Linked DNA regions of Mus musculus: all the other regions are linked to region 2. A link is a contact called in public Hi-C and HiChIP or PLAC-seq data. All regions are on one chromosome and are shown on one strand. The core of a region is the stretch at or near the end of the contact, and the rest is flanking DNA. Distances in the headings are between cores, read along the strand shown. Region 1 overlaps Fggy (FGGY carbohydrate kinase domain containing). Region 2 has its middle 110 kb from the start of Gm32240. Region 3 overlaps Fggy (FGGY carbohydrate kinase domain containing). Region 4 overlaps Fggy (FGGY carbohydrate kinase domain containing).

Evidence for each region. HiChIP or PLAC-seq counts read pairs in DNA pulled down with a chosen protein or histone mark. Hi-C and Micro-C count contacts between places; a contact is called where the count stands out from the background.
Region 1: a contact with region 2 is called in a Hi-C map of the N1E-115 cell line, with 2.6 times the contacts expected there. The contact joins two enhancer-like sites. A contact is called at or near these places in 1 of 484 Hi-C or Micro-C datasets (the N1E-115 cell line), 3 of 115 datasets of contacts at active chromatin or transcription factors (the NIH/3T3 cell line, fibro-adipogenic progenitors and large pre-B cells) and 1 of 9 other capture datasets (embryonic tail).
Region 3: a CTCF HiChIP or PLAC-seq map of the NIH/3T3 cell line shows a contact between it and region 2, with 12 read pairs. The contact joins two enhancer-like sites. A contact is called at or near these places in 2 of 15 datasets of contacts at CTCF or cohesin (the NIH/3T3 cell line and large pre-B cells), 11 of 484 Hi-C or Micro-C datasets (the N1E-115 cell line, cumulus cells, embryonic fibroblasts and 3 more), 5 of 115 datasets of contacts at active chromatin or transcription factors (the NIH/3T3 cell line, embryonic fibroblasts, embryonic stem cells and 2 more) and 2 of 9 other capture datasets (embryonic tail and embryonic trunk).
Region 4: a Hi-C map of uterus shows a contact between it and region 2. The contact joins two enhancer-like sites. A contact is called at or near these places in 3 of 15 datasets of contacts at CTCF or cohesin (CD8 T cells and the NIH/3T3 cell line), 5 of 484 Hi-C or Micro-C datasets (Sertoli cells, embryonic fibroblasts and uterus), 3 of 115 datasets of contacts at active chromatin or transcription factors (the NIH/3T3 cell line, embryonic fibroblasts and fibro-adipogenic progenitors) and 2 of 9 other capture datasets (adipose tissue and embryonic trunk).

What each region holds. Positions count from the first base shown.
Region 1 is chr4:95,683,623-95,686,772 of GRCm38.p6, forward strand. The region is part of intron 5 of Fggy (FGGY carbohydrate kinase domain containing); the gene reads left to right. Among named protein-coding and RNA genes, the nearest start is that of Fggy, 130 kb to the left of the region's middle. Within about 2 kb of position 1,314, at least 93 of the 459 cell types and tissues checked have an H3K27ac peak or open chromatin away from gene starts, as enhancers often do. A contact at or near this core is called in the N1E-115 cell line, where this site is marked.
Region 2 is chr4:95,316,355-95,319,413 of GRCm38.p6, forward strand. No RefSeq gene overlaps it. Among named protein-coding and RNA genes, the nearest start is that of Gm32240, 110 kb to the left of the region's middle. RefSeq lists an enhancer at 1,175-2,380. Within about 2 kb of position 1,752, at least 118 of the 459 cell types and tissues checked have an H3K27ac peak or open chromatin away from gene starts, as enhancers often do. A contact at or near this core is called in the N1E-115 cell line, the NIH/3T3 cell line, adipose tissue and 2 more, where this site is marked.
Region 3 is chr4:95,731,854-95,735,034 of GRCm38.p6, forward strand. All of the region lies in intron 6 of Fggy (FGGY carbohydrate kinase domain containing), which reads left to right. Among named protein-coding and RNA genes, the nearest start is that of Fggy, 180 kb to the left of the region's middle. Within about 2 kb of position 1,703, at least 81 of the 459 cell types and tissues checked have an H3K27ac peak or open chromatin away from gene starts, as enhancers often do. A contact at or near this core is called in the N1E-115 cell line, the NIH/3T3 cell line and uterus, where this site is marked.
Region 4 is chr4:95,635,509-95,638,605 of GRCm38.p6, forward strand. All of the region lies in intron 5 of Fggy (FGGY carbohydrate kinase domain containing), which reads left to right. Among named protein-coding and RNA genes, the nearest start is that of Fggy, 80 kb to the left of the region's middle. Within about 2 kb of position 1,528, at least 125 of the 459 cell types and tissues checked have an H3K27ac peak or open chromatin away from gene starts, as enhancers often do. A contact at or near this core is called in adipose tissue, fibro-adipogenic progenitors and uterus, where this site is marked.

The DNA.
Region 1 (3,150 bases), core at 64-2,563, 370 kb after region 2:
TCTAGGAGGAGGGCTCAATCCCCACTATGTGTTTTACATGCACAGATGCATACAGACAAAAGAAGACACAAAGGAGGTAAGCAATGGAAAAACAAACAGAACATCAAAATTACTCTTCTCTTTTCCATGTCAGGTTTTGCTTTTGTAGTGTCTTATGAAGTAATTTTCCTTGATGATCCTGAGTGAACATCCAATTAACAAGAGTCAACTTGATAGCATATGTGTCGTGTGTGTGTGTGTGTGTGTGTGTGTGTGTGTGTGTGTGTTCAGGCACATATGTGCCATGGTATGCATATGGATCAGAGAATAAGCCATAGAATGGGCTCTCTCTTTTACCTTGTGGATTCCAGAAATGGAATTTGGGTTGTCAGGCTTGGCAGCAAGTCCCTTTACCCACTGATGCATCTTTCTGGTTCTCAAAAAGACTTTATTTGATTAGAACAAGGTTTCAGGGTCTGCCTTACTCTTTCCTAATTAATTCAAGTGACCTGTCCCACCTTGCTGAGCCTCTGTGTCCTTTCCTGTCACATGGGGCTACAGTACAATATCTTCTTAAGGTTCTTGTGAGGTTTAGTAGCCTCCACAACCAGACTCTGCACAGTGCCTTGCATAGGGATTCCACCCTTCTCAGCCTGTCCCCTGTGTTTCATATTACCCCACATTAGCATCATTTTTGTTTTGTTTTGTTTTATTTTATGGCAAATCCAAATCCATAAACTGAGAGGATTTCATCCAGATTTTGGACTATTCGGTAATAACTTCTGATCTTTTGTTTTTGACAGTGAGATGTCTTTCTCTGAGAGCATGGGAAAACTACCTCAGCTTTTTTATGTAGTCATGACCACATTTGAACTGTTACCAGCAAGTCTAACTGAAAAGGCAACTCAATATTGCCCTGTGCTTATATTATTTTGCTCTGTCAGGAACCTGTCAGCAAGTGTTGATGAAGTGCAGAGCCAGTAGTAACAAGCGTGCATCCTGAAAGCTCCCTAACACAAGCAGCCGCAGTCGGTGCAGTGCTATTTCTTCCCAAAGAAGCCCCTCTTGTCTCTTTGCTGATGTCATTAGTGGTCCAGCCCCAGTCATTATATCTCCCCTAGAGCAATATCTTCAATGCTGCTAATTCAGTCTTTTGTATGCCTTGAACAACACAGACCCATCACAGGCCTGTGAAGTACCAGAGGCTGCAGCCAGGAATATCTTGGTAATTTATCCCCATCCTTACCTCTAATTATTCTGTTGTTCACTGGCTTGCTCAATTGAGACTCTCCAGGTTCTACATTCCCCAAGCAGAGAACAAAAGGTTTCCCTTGAGAGTGGGGCCTGGCCCTGTCAGTGCAGTGAACTGTGCATAAATTATGCAGCACTGTGGCTGGCTTTCTTTTCATAGTCTTGCTGGAGAAATTCCGGAGAAAGACCAGGCCCCTGGAACTGGGCTGGCTTATTCTTCTGAGGTTGCTTTGCTCTGAGTGTATCTGGAGAGCAAGAAGCACCCCCTGCCCCCTTCTTTTTGCTGAAGCTGCTTCAGGTTCTTCAAGAACTACAAGTGTGTTTGGTCTTTTTTTTTTTTTCCTCACTCTCTACCTGTCTAGGAAAACACAGCAGGTGCCCGCTATTAAGCTTTGCTCCGATTCCTTCATTTGACCCCTCCAACTAGACTAAACTGGCTGGGCTCTCCTTTCTGCTTTCTCAGTTATCTTTACCTCTATGAGACTGGCGCACTACCTACTGCACTAACAAGGCTCCTTTCAATTAGCCTTACTTTAAAATAATATGATTTTTTTATTAAGTCTTTGAGAATTTCATACAATGTATTGATCCTATTCACCCCCAATCCCTCTCCCTAACTCCTCTCCGATCTTCTTCTGCCTCCCTATCCACCCCAACTTTGTTTAGAAAATATAACTCATAATGTGTTGCCCCCATATCCTTAGGTGTTGGGCTTAGAAGCCCTTCACTCTCTGTCCTAGAATATTGACTGGCTTGATCTTGGGCAGGCAGCACCCATGGCATGAGCTCAGGAGCACTGTGGTCCCTGCATATGCAGAGGCCCTTTTCAATGTAGTCTTCCCATGCTTCAAGCTACCCCCACTGTCTCTCTTTCCCTCCCTTCCCCCTCTTTTTTCTCTCCCCTTTCTTCCCTACCTTTCCCCTCACTCTCTTCCTCCCTCTCTTGTCTCATTTGTAGATGGATACTCCATTGACACTTCCTCTTTTATACTTTGGCCAGAAGTGAGTTTCTGCACCATCTACCACGATCCACTGCCCAAAGAAGTTTCCCTGGTAAGGGCTGAGGGCTGCACTAATCGATGGATAGACAGAAATGAATTTAGAGGGAAATTTGATAGCCATGTAGATAGTATACAAGGATAGTGGTAGTTCAACCCTGGAACCTGTGAACTTTCCAATCTGGATTAACCTTATGTTGTTACTATTTTGGTTTATTTGTCTATGTGCATAGGATATGTTGTTTTGTTGTTTGCTTTGCTTTGATGAGATCCCCACAAAACTAATCTTCAGTCCTTATACCCTGGCAGCCAGAGCTCTGGGATCTGGGTTGAGAAGGAGCCGAGGGCTGACTTGCAATGCCATAGATCCTTACTTATTCTCTTTCAGGATGCTTTTACCCTTAACCATCTTCCTGCTGTGTGGTCCAGCTATATCTCCCTGTAGACAGTAAGGATGCCTGTCCCTCTCAGACCCTCTGGGAGTGAAACTCAGCCTCTGTGCTTCCATTCTTGTTCTCTCTTACTTCCTTGTGAATTTTTGTCTTGAAGTAATATTGAACGGTCTGCAATATGTAGAGATCATTTTTCTTCCCTTTAATAAAATAATGTGGTAACACACTCATATGTCTTCTGTCACTCAAGCATCCTTGAATGTTGCTCATATGTATTTTTTTGCACGTAAAAAATTGAATTCATTGCATGTCATGTCGACGTTTGTGAGCACAGCCTATGTTTTCTATTTGCTGTAGTGCTGTTGTTTGAATTTTGTTACATCTTATCTTAGCTTTAGCAATAAAGTAAGGAGCTATTCTGGAGTCCAGAGTACTTCAGAGGGGCCAGTTCAGTGAATGTTAGACTTTCTGGTACAACCACAGGGACTTCTAAAATATTATTGGAAGGTTGGCTTAAACTATTTACTCAG
Region 2 (3,059 bases), core at 502-3,001:
ATGGATTAACTACTGTTTCTGAAAACCAGAGATAAGCATTGGGCAATTGCTGAGATGACTTTCTGGCATGAGAAGGGACAGGTCAAATCCATGGGGGAGGTTTGGGGAGGCAGAGTTGGATGGGGAAGGGTGTTCTAAGTGGAGAAAGAACTAAGTTCTCTGTCCAGAGATGTATGGGGTCACCATGAACTAGCACTGAGAGAAGGGATACGCATGAGGACTTATAGTCTAACATGACAGATGAGCATTTTATCTTGTAAGAGAAAGGTTAGTATAGAAAATTCCATGTAAGAGAGCTGAGAAGAAAACCAGACATAGTCATTTATTCATTACATATTATTAAGTCTAATCCATGTACAACACTGTTCCATGTATAAGCTCTTGGCGAATGGGGTGGTGGTGGTGGTGTTTAGTGCTATCAGAGTGTGCTAGTTGGTTTTTACTAACTTGACACAAACCTAGACATATCTTGGAAGAAGGAATCTTAATTGAGAAAATATCTCTGTCAGACTAGCTTGTAGGCAGGTCTGTTGGACATTTTCTTGACTAATGACTGATGTCAGAGGATCTAACCTATTGTGGGTAGTGCCAACCCTGGGCAAGTGGTCCTTAGTTGTATAAGAAAAGGAGCTGAGCAAGCTATAGGGAGCAAGCTGGTAAGCAGTATGCCTTCAGGTTCCTGTCTTGAGTTCCCTCAGTGATGGAGTATGATCTGAAAGTTGCAAGCTGAAACAGTAGAAACCCTAAAACACAGCACTGAATATGAGTTCATGACCTCAAGCACTTTGTTTACTATGCAGTGGTCTAGACTGATAGAGAAGTGGAGTGGTAGCCCAGTCCTTGCTCTGTTCTCAGAGCTGTGCACAGCTGCTCAGTGCTTCCATATAATAGAAAACTTCACTCTTTTTCATGGTATACCCTACGGAAGCAGGGATGGATGGGAGGATGATGAGGTCAGAGAAGTAATAAGGCCCAGACCTAAAGTGCCTTGAATGTCATTGTGAAGGCTGTGGGCTACCTTCTGAGTAGACCATGCTTGCCAGATCAGTGGAGCAAAAGAGACCAGAGAAGTGCCCTGAATTTGATCTTGGTCCTTCTTATTCATTTTTGGCTAACCCTGCTTTGCAATGAATCCTATGTAGACAGGTTAAAAAAAAAAGCAAAACAAAAAACTTTTATTCTTTTTCTGTCTTGAAATGGCATTTATCAAAGTTTTGATTCTCAACTGACCCTTCACAGAAACCACAATTTTTTTAATGCTAGGTGGTCTTGGTGGGAAGGTTTGAGTCCCTGTGTCCTGGGTGAGGCAACTGTCCCTCTCTGTGAGTCAACAAGGGCATTGTTGGGGCTCAGGCACTCTGATGGCATGCTCTCTAACTTTAATTCCTGCTCTTATAGTCCTGAACCCTCCCTCGCCTTTCTCCTCCCAAAGTTCCTCCTCAATGGGCTTGTAAATGTGTAAAGTGTTGAAAACCATGTAGGAGGTTGCAGGGTGGAGGCCCCTGGGGACTGGGTGAGTGATCAACGCCCAGGAGCAGCCTGGGTCCTGGGAGCCTTCGCTGGTCACCACTGAGAGAAGGGCAAGCTCTCCTTGCAAAGGGGCTCTGACAGGCTAATGTAAACCAGATGTGCACCAGAGAGAGCAAGGCCTATTACTAAGTGTTGTGAAATGGCCCAGGGGAGGTAAATAAGCAAAAACAGGCCAGTTGCCTAGCAGCACATACAACAAAACAAGCAGCAGCCCAGTTGGCATTGGACCAGGCAGAGCAGCTTTCTGCAGGGGGCGGGAGAGACAGGGAGGGCTCAGTCTGATGAGACCCAAGGGGCTGGCTCTCCAGCACCTTCCAAACTCCCTGCTAGGTTATTCCTGATCCCCTGGGTACTAGGGTCTGCCATCTGATCTGCTCAGCTTGGCTCCACAGGCACAGTGACTGCTTTCAGTGAACCCCTAAGGGTCCGTGTCAGAATTTCTTAATGGGGGGAAGGAGGAGCTGTACCCACTTCTGAGAACTATAGTCTGACTATATCCATTGAGGGGGTAACAGCAGGGACAGAGCTGCAAAGATCTCCTAAAGGTCCTCAATATTCTTAACATATCCTTCAGCCACCAGTGTTCAATATCCCATGCATCTCTTGAGCTTGTAAACTAATATAAACGGGGCACTGGAATGGCTCCAAGTTAGACAGAATGGATCAAACGAGGCTCACACCTTGTTCTCAAAGGATTGACAGCTTATGGAGATAACCATGATCAAGGAATCACACGCTCAGATGCATGGCTGCAAGTGTTGCTTCATACTTTGAAAGAAAATACAGAGTAGCAAGAAACTGCAAAGCAGTGATTGAGTTTCAATAGTGTGTGAGGCAGTTTGCTTTTCAGAGGAGAAGCTGAGACATGCAAATGATTAGCACTCACCAGGAGAAAGGAGGGGCTGGCAAAGGAGAAAGCTTTGGGACATGAAGGCTCTTTGAGTGGGGGAGGGGTGCTCTGAGACAGTAGGGCTGGAAGAATGTCTGTGAAGTGGGTTGTGAGGTAGAGAAGTAGAGAGGGAACAGGTCACTTGAGACACAGGAGATCACAGAATGATGGAGGATTTAGTCTCAAGTTCAATGAGAAATGAATGGGGTTTATTTACTGAAAACTAATTCAGTAGTGTACGAGTCCTGACTTATTAGTTTCACATTTGTTAAAGATTACTCCTGGGTACAACACGGCCGTCCTGAAAAGGAATGAGAGAGGGGACAGGAAAGTTTGTCAAGGCGGATAGGATTATCAGCAAACTGAAAACAGACAAGTTCATGAACTAGCTCAGGGTCACAGGCAGGGCTGGGATCCAAGCCTAGACTTGCACGGTACCAATCAGGCTAGTGTTTCCAGGTTCCCGATTCTTCTTCAGACCAATTCTACAGAAACTTTCTCACCCTTATCTGACCCTCTGGGGGAGGAGTGCATCCCTTCCCAGCTGGAGGATGAGTAAGCACTGACTGGACTGTAAAGGCCCCGTCAACACTGTAGACAAGGATGCCTTTCTTGCCTGCTACCTAGCTAGCCCTTCCTT
Region 3 (3,181 bases), core at 453-2,952, 420 kb after region 2:
CTTCTTTGTATTCCTGGTCTGTAAGGGTCGATCTAGGAAAGGAGATGGTAGATGTTCTTCGTATGTTAGAATATTGTGGACCTTAGGATTTTGTTCCTATATACAGCCTATCAGTGGGGCTTTGCTTTCCGATTCCTTGCAGTCTTTACCTTACCCGAGTTCCTAAATTCGATGGTAATTTAGGAAAATTTCAGCCTTTGGAGTCAGACCTTTGAATCCTGACCCTGATCTGATCCTCAAATGTAACCCCTCTCTTCCCTTCCTGGGTAGATGAATAAATTTTGAAATTCTTTTGTAGTTTTGTTTCTATTCTATGAAATAATAAACTCTAATACTTCAACCCTAAGTTATAGGACCTACATATATTGCTTTCTAAAACAATTTGCATTTCATTGATTTGTTATTAGGACGGAAAGTTATACGAACAGAAATGTTCCAAGAACAGTTACCAACAGCTCATGGACTTGAATAATTATGTTGTTGAAATACAAGATGTTCATACTGCTCTTCAGCTCACTGACCTACTGCAGTAACTAGTTGCTAATTAGATTTCTTTGAACCAGCTTGTCCAGCTGGGAGGACTTGAGAGCTGTATTCTGCAAGAATCTGGTATATGTAGTCTCTTGCTGCCATAGGAAGAGTCTTTGTGCCAGCATGCCTTCTGCCATTTTCTAGGTATGTACATTGCTCTTGATGTGTGTCATTGTCCTGAGTTAGAAATGAGAGTGGATCACTGGTGGGATTATATTAGTTTCTTTACTAATTTACTAATTTATCCCCCAGTAATATCCAGGGTTGAGAGTCAAATTTAGTGTTCATCTGTTTTGTTTACTTTCTACTGAAACTCTGTACAAGGTGGGCACATATAGGTGTGCAACTTTAATCTTTTTGTTCAAGGTGATTGATCTATGTCTTATGATCTTAAAAAATAAACAAAAATGTGTAATTTTGCTAAAGTAAACATTACTTTTAAAAGTATGTTTTAGATACTTGGGAGTGAAAGAAATAAGATGTAGAGAGAAAAGTCTGTGAGCTATTATCTTTCTACTGGAAGAGATGTATAAAACCAAATATAGGGATATGGTATGTAAGAGTTATTTAAAAGTACATTTAAAGCATATGGAGTATAAGGCATATTAATACCAAGTAAGAATACAAAGTCAGGGATCTTCCATGTGTATCAAACTGTCTAAACTATGGAGTAATTATAAGACATGTTAACTAACAGATGTAATTCAGAAGTGGTATTAGAAAGAACTAGTACCTGCTAGAAAGATCTCCTCTATCTTAATCCTTAACCTAGGTGCTACTCTGGGACAGTGTGTGCACACAGTAGATGTCTATTCACCCACCGTTTCTATAATAAGTGATAATGAATATCATACAATTTGATGTGAAATCAGTAATGGAAATGGAATTTAGTTTCTAGTCACAATGACATGATTTCTAGGAGGTGTATCAGATGCTGTCCTTAAAGAGTGGAAGAAGAACACTAGCTTTGGGTTCTCAGGAAGTCTCTACTTGGATGAATCATTTAATACAAGTGTAACTCCAATTCAGGAGCCAAGACTACTACAATCCTTTTAGCCATTTTCTATCAGTTGTCCCAGTTTTCTAGAAAATCCTCAGAGCTGACCTACCCATGTGATCTGAGTCAGGATAGGCCTTACCATTCTCTGGAACCATTCAAGCATGTGTCATGTCTGTGTGAAACGCCAAACTTAAGAAATGCCTCTGAATACTGCATAGTGATTGAGAATTGTATGTTCTCAGTCTTGTTACCCACTTTTAAATCAGATTGAAAGTAACTTGAGTTTGAAATAATTCCAGCATTCTCTCCAACTGGCAAGGCAAAGTGTCCTTTAGCACAATCTTGGACATAATCTGGTTGGCCTGTCAGCCTTGCCCAACCGAGCTGGTACCAGCATTCCACAGCAAGCATAAGGAAGCAGGGTCGCATGCCACCCACGCCCAAACCTCTCTGACATTTCCGTGGGCCTGGAGCCAGATCTCCCCCTGTGTTTCATCTCCCTCTCAGAATACAAAGGAACACTGAACCTTCCAGTTAATTCAATACCCTCCCCCCCCTTCCTGGAGAGGATAACAGTTCTGTTGACCATTATAATGCATCTTCTGTCTCCCAGCAATCCACATAGTCATTAATTTCTGCTGCTGACATCAGGAAAGAGGATTATGTGTGTGTCTGAAACTGTTCCCAGAGTGCTCATTAGTCATAGATAATTGAAAAACTGGTAGGGGAAGGTTTGTTGTAATAGGAGCTCTGCTTGTGAAGAGGGACTGCAGCTACCCGATAATTGTAGGCTCCAGCTTGGACCACTCAGGCCAAATATGTCCATTCACATGGGAATTCATGGGGCCCAGGAATCCTCAGGGCCATCTGATATCTGAAGGTGAACAAGTAACACAGCCAGAGATCAGAGTGTAGGTGAATTGCCCATGGGTTTCTCTCCTATCTTTAGCGTGAGGAACAGGACTTGGAAAAGATGCAGGAAATTTGCTCTCATTTTGTTTTTATTTAAACTTAAGCCAATTTGGTTTGTTTTAAGCAAACACACGAGGTCATGATCTGGAAGGACATAGATGGTTCAGGAGAGTACTTCACAGCACATCCTATCTGTACTGTTACAGAAATCAAGTGGTTTTTTTTTAATTTTTAATTTTTATTTTTCTAGAAACTTCTAGAAGTACATGTGCTCATGTACTTGAATGTTTAGAATCTTTAAAAGGATCACAAATATGAGATCCTAAGAGCACTATTCTACATCCTGGCTTTGTCCCATATTTTATCTCAGTCTTTCTCCCAAATTCATACCTTAATTCTTCCTCAAGTATTTTCTATATAGGATTCTGTAGAATAGATGAAATGGTTTGTTTATTTGTTGTTAGTTTGCTTGCTTGCCTGCCTCCTTCCTCCTTCCCTCCCTCCCTCCCCACTCCTCCTCCCTCCCTCTCTCTCTCTCTCTCTCTCTCTCTCTCTCTCTCTCTCTCTCTCTCTCTCTCTCTCTTTCTTTCTTTCTTTCTTTCTTTCTTTCTTTCTTCCTTTCTTACCAAACCAGAAGAGAAGCACCTCTAAAACTATTATATAAGAAACACTTGTTCAAAGTAAAACACAAGAGAGCACAGGGAAGTAAGGAGCACAGATTCACCCACACCCCCATTG
Region 4 (3,097 bases), core at 278-2,777, 320 kb after region 2:
GTGAGGTGCACCCATTGTTGAGATCCACTAGTCTATAATGCTCAGGTTCTAGAAGGTTCTTTGCCAGGTTCTCTGCTCTATACATCTAGACATAAATCCTGTGGATAGAGCATGGCAGAAATTCTAACTGAGAAGCCATATGGCTTTTCCTCTACTTAACCTTTTGTCTTTTTTCTGAAGCCTCAGATCATCTCTTAAATGTATTTCCATTTGTTATTTTAATTTGGCAAAGTGAAATAGTCTCAGAATTTGGTTCCTCGCTTGCAAATGGATATGATGGTATACTCTCTGTTGACAGTCTTGGAACTATGAACATGATACTGAAATCAGAAGTATTTTACCCTGAGGTTGAAACCAAGGGACAAGGTTGCATGGTCAGTATGACCTTTGGGCTGTAACTTGATTAGGGGTACCTTTTCTTGAAACCAGGTCTCCATAGAATGGATTTCTTTGTAAACTCTTCAGTTAGTTTGTATCCAGGGTGGACCCCTCTGCCAGTGGACTGTTTCTTGGATGATAATTGGATCTTCTGATTATTTTGTCTTTATTATTTTATTCTGGTTGCTTTCAGATTCATCCTGTCTCATTATAGGTGTTAGCATCTTGTACTGGAATCTATGATATAGCAAGGCTCCAACAGTGTGGTTGTGTTCAAGATGGGTTACAGGATGCAGAAGGGAGGTGGAGGGGAGCTTGAAGGACTTGCCCCATACCATGGGTCCTGACCCTTGTGCAGATGTAATAATCTAGTGAAAGGACTTCCACCATTCACCCCTTTGGATTTTTTTCTTAGGCTCTTTCCCTTAGAAATGGGTAGTTAAGGTTTAATTGTAGAATTAGACCTCTGGAACTCAACTTTACATGGAAATTCTGACCCTTCCTTCTCTTCTTTCTCTTCCCCTTCTGTATAGTTTCTTTTTAAAAATTTATATACCTCCTTTTTGCTGTGTTTCTTTTCCTTCTCTCTCAAGGGCCTTTGAAAAAATATTTAAATGTTATTAAGAAACTGCTATCAGGGATTCCTTTGTTCTAAAGTCATTTAGAAGATGGCTTTCATTTTTGTTAATGAATAAAAAAATGTCAACCTGTATGTTAGAATGTGCCAAGCAGTGCATCCATTAGTGAAAACTCTCAGCTTTGAATATTGCCTGGCTCTTACTCCTTTCAGAAGTCAGGCCTTCTCCCCGGGTTCTGTAAAGGTCTTTAGCTCATCCATCCTCCTAGATTTCTTTCTGGTTCTTATCTAGAGTGTAGCCTGCTGTTTAAAACGTAATATCTTCCCAATGCCACTTTACCTGTTTGTACCCTTACCTCATCCCTAACCCCCATCCTTGCTTCTTAGGAAACCTCAGTTTTCTATAAGCTGAGCTGGAGATAGTTTCAAAGAGGTGCTTGGACTTTAATTAGTATGGAAACCCCTTCTGCTTGAGGGTTTGCCCTGCAGTCTCTCTGGAAGTCAGGTTGATTCCAGTAGGGAGGGGAGGGAGGCTCTGAACTAGATGTGCTCCTGGCGGCCAGCCCTGGAGACTCGGAGCTCTGAGCCAACCATGAAGTCATTTTTGAATTTAAGGCGTCTTTTTAATCCAAGGCAGTGTCTCTTAATTTGACAAAGGAAAAGCTGCAGGATAAGCAACTCTCACTGAGAGCTCTGTGGCTGGGTGCTTGTAAGTCTACATTGTGCTGAGGAGACGTGGCCATGTGGGAGAATAGGTTTCTTTCCTTCTCTTTTTCCCTTCTCCCTTCTCCTTTCTTTTTCTCTTATTGGGCCAATTTAGCCCTGCAGTCTGGCCTCTGCAGTGGCTTGATGTGAAATTTGAGAAACATATGTAGTTTTCTATTTCAGGAAAATGATCTCAGGGATTGAATGTGGTTTTTTTTTTTTTTTTTTTTTTTTTTTTTTTTTTTTTGGCTGTTAAGCTCTGATCTTGCCCAGTGTGGGTTTTTTGATGATGGGAAAGAGGCTTCGAAGTGCTTCTTTATCAGAATTTCATGCAATAAAACTTTAGGGTTGGTTTCTTTACTTTGGCCCCTATCCCCACCCAGGCTCAAAACACAGTGTCATGTGTTCTGTTGAAGTGCAATGAAACACACATTGTTCCCATTACAATGGCTTCATTGCCTGGGTGCACACACATGAAGAGAAATGGCCACTGTGTCCCGTGTCTGTCCTTCACAAAAGCTATTTTAACTGTAATTCAGTGGAGGGCTAGGGGCTAGGGGCGGGGGGGGGGGGTGGGGTCTGTGTACTGTTTTACAGAAAGGAAAAGAGATCCCTTAGGGGAAAGCTTGCCTTTGTGTTGTTTTGGAAAAGAGATGGACTTCTGATATTTCAGTTCGAACCGTCTTCTGTGAGCTAGACCTCTCTCCTCTGACTGTCTGCAGCAGAACAAGGCATAGCCCCAGCTTCTGAGGAGCATCCCAGCCAGTGATGAGCAAAAGGCCACATGAGTAGGGTTCTATTCATTAATGGGAGTTGCTTTTTAAAGATAGTGGTGTGCTTTTCTGTCTGGGTATCTAGGGAATGTCTGGTGAAGTAGCAGGTAATAATGTACAGTGATAGGAGTCATTCCAGGACATACTAGAGATATAGAGTGAAACCTGTCTACACTAGACTGGATGGGCTGAGGGGCAGGACAGAAGAGAAAGCCAGTGAAGGGCTCGTCCTGTGGGAAAGGAACTACATTCTGGGATATTGTGCATTTGTCCTATGTGGTCCTGATAGTGTGCCAAGGAACATGTTCTGGCTCACACAGCTGCTACGGAACAGAGGCTGGGGCCCACCTAGGAATGCATGCATGGCTTCACAGCCATGCCTCTTACTGTGTCCCATCTTTTTTACAGAGAAGAAAATGTGGGATTTCTCGTTCCTTTTACACTGCACTCCTATTTACTTTCTTTGATGTCTTGTAGTGAATTGTCTCAAAGCCTCACCCTTTGTTGAAATTCTTTGCAAAGGTTTAAAGGATTGTCCAGCAGTGGTAGAGGTGGCCTTCAGTGAAACAAATGCAGAGCTTAAACATCAGGGTACTTCCCAAGGAGCTGAAGGGGTCGGCAACCTATAGGAGGAACAACAACATGAACTAACCAGTACCCCCAG